Regions from separate parts of the Rattus norvegicus genome. Here region 2 is linked to region 1. Evidence: chromatin contacts called from public Hi-C data. All regions are on one chromosome and are shown on one strand. Each heading gives the region's core, a stretch centred on a gene start, on an enhancer-like site or on the middle of the called end of the contact. The rest is flanking DNA. Distances are from core to core; before and after follow the strand shown. Region 1 holds the start of Cd164 (CD164 molecule). Region 2 overlaps Ccdc162 (coiled-coil domain containing 162).

The links. Hi-C and Micro-C count contacts between places; a contact is called where the count stands out from the background.
Region 2: a Hi-C map of liver shows a contact between it and region 1, with 2.5 times the contacts expected there. The contact joins the enhancer-like site here to the promoter of Cd164 in region 1. A contact is called at or near these places in 3 of 12 Hi-C or Micro-C datasets (the A7r5 cell line, liver and mammary epithelial cells) and 1 of 1 datasets of contacts at active chromatin or transcription factors (oligodendrocytes).

What each region holds. Positions count from the first base shown.
Region 1 is chr20:46,605,189-46,607,888 of GRCr8, forward strand. It overlaps Cd164 (CD164 molecule), which reads left to right and starts at 1,251. Exons shown (of 6, transcript NM_031812.1): 1 at 1,251-1,427. The coding sequence starts at 1,265.
Region 2 is chr20:46,739,781-46,742,480 of GRCr8, forward strand. The region is part of intron 16 of Ccdc162 (coiled-coil domain containing 162); the gene reads right to left. Among named protein-coding and RNA genes, the nearest start is that of Ccdc162, 79 kb to the right of the region's middle. Within about 2 kb of position 1,326, at least 1 of the 93 cell types and tissues checked has an H3K27ac peak or open chromatin away from gene starts, as enhancers often do. A contact at or near this core is called in liver, where this site is marked.

The DNA of each region.
Region 1 (2,700 bases), core at 1-2,500:
AACGCGTCTACAGTCGTTTTTAAAAATGTGTACTACAGCTGAGATTCTTGTTATGACACTTAAATTACAACATAAAACACCACGGCAAATGCTTGGCAAATGCTAAGCAGTCAAGACAGCATTACATACCCCGACTCATGCATGAGGGGCAATCGTTCTATCAAATGAGCAGCATCCCCAGCTCTACAGATCATTTTCAAGTTTTATTTAAAAAAAAAAAACAAAAAACAAAAACAAAAACAAAAAAAAAACCAAAACCTTAATAAAAGTACGTCAAGCGTTGAGTATTTTGTGAGACCAGCATCAGATGGCGCTCACGACTACGGAAAGCCAGAGTCAGACAGACACTGAAAATGCTGGTTCTGCCACCAGGCAATCCTAGTATCAGGGTCAGGTCACTTTCCCCAAGTCTCGTACTTTCTCACTTGTGTGGGAAGGGACACGAAGGCTTTTTCATCCTTGACCGTTTCTTTCTGACCACAGTGATTGGTGTTGGGAGAGGTCGGCCGCTACTGCGGATCTCTGAGTCACTCGGAAGAAGCAGGTTAGGCAAGGGCACCGATGGCGGTTACGACATGGAAGCGTCCGGGACAGAAGATCACTTTCGGTCCCACCCACAACCACCCGCACTGAACCCGCGGCCGGGAAGAAACTCCTTGATCACGAGGCCCCGTCATTACCCTGAGTCCCCGAACTCTTTAAAAAAAAATCACACTTAAAAATACATCAAACTTCAAGGGGAAAAGGCCGCGCCAACAGAGCCCTAAGGGAGCGAGCGCTGCCAGCACAACACAAACCCAGCGGTCTCAGACTCTACCCGGCTAAACCGAACTCCGCAGCGCGCTACCGAAGGGGTCACGTGACCCATCGCGGCCCGCCTCCCAGGCGGTGCAGGGAGACGCCCCCCGCTGCGTCACGTGGGCAGTTCCATCCTTGCCGGCGCGGGGGAGGGCCTTCTGTGGTCCCGATGTGAGGAGAGCTCCATTGTGTCGCGCGTGGCCCTCTCAGGACAAGAAGGACCGCTTTGCGACTCAAAGGACTGCTGCCTCAGAGGAGCAACATGGCGGCGGCCTCCTCGGCCGCCTCTTCCCCTCCTGCCGGCTTCCTGGTGGTCTCACCCGCCCCGCCCCCCGCCGGGCCGATCACGTGACCGCCGCGCGCTCCGGCGGGGCGGGCTTCTCGGGGGCGGCGCCGCAGGGACGCAGGGCTGGACGGAACCTGGCTTGCCGCAGCTTTTCTCCTGGACGCCTGGGCTGAGGACACGATGTCGGGCGCCTCCCGCGGACTGTTCTGGGCCGCCACCTGCCTCGCCGCGCTCTGCCTGTCGGCCGCGCAGAGCAACAGCAGCGCATCTCCCAACGTGACTGACCCGCCGACCACGACCAGCAAAGTGGTCCCGACGACGCTCACCACCACCAAGCCGCCAGGTGGGCGCCCGCCACACGGGCCGAGCCGGTGGGGACTCGCGCAACATGGCCGCCTGGCCCGAGCGCGACGGCCCTACGGGTGGGGAGCGAAGGCTCCGGGCGAGCTAGGCCGCGGGGCTGCTCCCGCTCCCCGAGCTTTACCCTCCGGGGCGCCAACCCCCAAGCGCCTGGTAACTCCGCGCCGCAGCTCGAGACGGCGACGTGGCTTGCTTCCGAGGTGGCAGTTGGGAGTAATTGGGCGCCCGGCAGTCGGCGGGGAGCGCAAACTTTGGGCTCGTGGGACAGGTTCTTGTGCTCCCCTCGAGGCTTCTCCGGAAGTTTAAGTGAAGGCGTTGGGGGTGAGGGGGGAACTTAAAGATGCATTGGTTGTCCCTTTCCCCCTCCCACCAGCGAGGCTCTAAGAAATTCAGTCTCCTGTAACTTCACGGTGACTTAGCCCAGCGGTGTTGGCTGTATCTGAGATTTGGGTGGTCAGGGATGAACGAGGCTTGTGGCGAATGATGAGAAGTGAAACCTAGGGGCATATAGAAGAAAGAGCAAGATCTGATCTCCCGGGAACAAGCCCTGTGTTTTGAGGGCTGTGGAGTTAAATTGAAATCAAGTCTATCCATTTTTCTGAAATCCAATCAAGGAACACGCCTTTTGTTCAACTCTAGGGTTCGTTAAGGCTTGTACAAATCGGCGTAGGCCGTGACAACGCAAATGAGACAGAAGATAGATTTGAAGTAATGAGGCGAAAACACGACGTGTTTTAAATTGGCTGTTGCACTTAATCTAGTAACTGCGCTTTTCAACCTAAAGATTGACTTGTTCCAGTGCCTTTTCTAGTTTCAACGTTTTGTACGAATAAAACTGTGTGCAATACCAGATTTTTGTTAGACTCGGAAGGATGCTAGGGCAACGTTCAAATTTTTTTTTTTTTTTGGTTCTTTTTTTCGGAGCTGGGGACCGAACCCAGGGCCTTGCGCTTCCTAGGTAAGCGCTCTACCACTGAGCTAAATCCCCAGCCCCCGTTCAAATATTTTTAAATGAACAAAGCAAATTCTGGGAATTTCTATCATAGTTAAGGTGATAAAAGCAGAATATTTTTTGACTCCTACCTACTCTACCTACTTGACAATTTCCTCCCAGACTTGTAATGTGTGGGTTCTTCATAGTGTTTTAAGAGAAGCCTGGAAATACTAAGTTAATTGCCTCTGTATAGCTGAAATCCCGCACAGAGGAGATAACTAGCAATTTTCTAGCAATTATGGGATAAGCTGCAGGGTGGAAA
Region 2 (2,700 bases), core at 76-2,575, 130 kb after region 1:
ACAGGTGATGCTTATAAGAGATTCTCCTACAGAAGTTGGCTGGGGAGAAGAGTCCTTTGTATCCATCCCAATCTGGTGAGGCCACGTTGCAAAGGATCATGCTAAATTGAATTCTCATTATTGAATAAGGTTACCAGAGTCAGCCAATAAGAACATAGAATGGCCCAGCAGGCAAGATGGTTCAGGAAGTAAAGCACCTGCCACCAAGTCGGAGGACCCAAGTTCAATCCCGGGAACTCACGCGATAGAAAGCAAGAATACACTCTGCTAAGTTGTCCTTGGACTTGTCTGATGTAAGCTGTGGCTGCCTCCTGAGCCTCCCCCCAAATAAGGAGGAATACAGGGCATCCAACCAACTTTGAATTTCAGATAAATAGCAAATACTCTTTTAAGGTAAGCATGTCCCAAATGTTGGAGTATTTTCTCTGTTGAGAAGGAAAATATAAGTTAAGCTAATGTCATCTCTCGGTGTTCAGACTCATCCGAGAGGCGGTAACAGATGGATCACTGAGCAATTTCATGACAAATTCCTTCCTAGCAAGGGCGGGGCATGATCTTTCTGCCTCACCGGTTCTGTTTGTTATCCGTTTGTTAACTGGCCTGTTACCATTTAAACTCCGGGCTGGTATTTGCCTGAGAAGTCATCCTAACCTGTCAAATGTCACCTCTGTGTGTCAAGGGCCAACTCTCAGAAAGTAATGTGCCACACAGCAGGGCGAGTGGCCAGGAAATGTCTGAGGAAATAGGGAAGCAGACAAAACTGATGCTATCCAGCTTCCCTGGGTCTATCTTTTTTTTTTCTTTTTTTTCTTCTTTTTTTTTTCTTTTTTTTCCGGAGCTGGGGACCGAACCCAGGGCCTTGTGCTTGCTAGGCGAGCGCTCTACCACTGAGCTAAATCCCCAGCCCCTACGATAACTTTTAAAGATAGTACTTTACCTCACACCAAAGTGTCAAACGGAAAACCAATGGTAGACACAACTTACCACACAACCTCTTTTCCCTTATTACGGGGATAATGCACAAAACTCATTTTAGGGCTGTATACAGATGCAAATTCAAGTTGTAGAACGTATCTGGTTACTGTGGAGAGAGCATCAGGAGATAGGACAGCATGATCCAGGAGCTGCCACACCAACTTTCTGGCCACTCTTGTCCCTCAAGCCATTAAGCTGACATCAGCTTTAATTTTATGAGTTATTCTAAAGAACTGAAAGGACCTAATATGTCCCAGAACCTCTTAAGTGGTGATACCAATATATTTAACAATCGAAAATGGCTGAGGAGACTTGGCACCAGAGTCAGTGTGCAGGACAGGGATCAATTGTACCTCAGATGAAAATTTGGCTTAGCCATTTAAGATGGGCTCTTTGCCCAGAGTTTCTGACTTGGAAGACCATATTCTACAATTTTGGCCCAGAAAGCTCAGTTTCTACAGGGAACTTATTCTCAGGGCAGGCTGGAGGGGGGATATTTTCAACAATTGCTTTAAATTAAGATAGTTCTGTGTACCCTGGGAGGAACTAGTGGGCAGCTTGACAGCTTAGCATAGAATGAGCTACAGGCTCCTACAGTCCCTGCTGAGTGCTTACTCTTCTGGGTTTTTTCTGCCCTTTGACTCTCCTATTGCCATGGAATACCCTGCCTCAGGGGAAGAGAAAACTAGGACATGTGTAGACACACACACACACACAAATACACACACATATATACACTCAAACACATACACACATACATACACACAAACACACACATATACACAAACACACAAACACACATACATATAAACACACACACCTACATACACAAACACATACATACGTACACAAACACATAAACACATACATACACAAACAAACACACACATACACACATACACAAACACACACATAAACACACATACAAACACACATACAAACACACATACATATAAACACATATACACACATATACATACGTAACAAACACACACACACAAACACATACATACATATACACACACACACTACACACACAAACATGCAAACAAAAACACACATACATACACACAAACACTACATACACAAACACACATATATACACATACATATATACACAAACACACATGCATACATACATACAAATACATACACATATACACATACATACACACACACACACACAGAAAGAAACACTTAAAAACTTGTGTCTGGAGTAATGACTTTGCCTTCTTTCATTTAATACAGACAATTACCACAGGACAAGTCCCAATCTCCCATTTACTTAGTTGGTCGGCGTGAGGCTCTCACTGGCAGGTCAAGGTCATGTGTGAAAAAGAACTGTCTTCCAAAGCTCGAGCCTTGCACCTTTTCAGCTCAGACACTTGTTTCCAAACAACAGAGACCTACGTCTCCATGAGTAACCAATCAGAGGGCACAAAACATTAACCATCCAGTCTGCTACAAAAGCAGTTAGAAGAAGCCACCGTCACTCCTGATTTTCAGACCGTGTCACAGCTGCAGGAGTGTGGCTTCCACCTCCCACGGCACCCCCTGGCAGAGGCCTGCACAGCCGCCCGTGGCCCTGAACACTGACCCCACTCTGGCGCCTTGAGGGAGCATCACCCCCAATATTGTACTGTGCTCTGCATCACTGGGCATCCTCCAGCTTTTTCCTGTCGCTCGTTTGGCTTCAGTTTTGGCTACTCCGTCTGCTCCACAGCC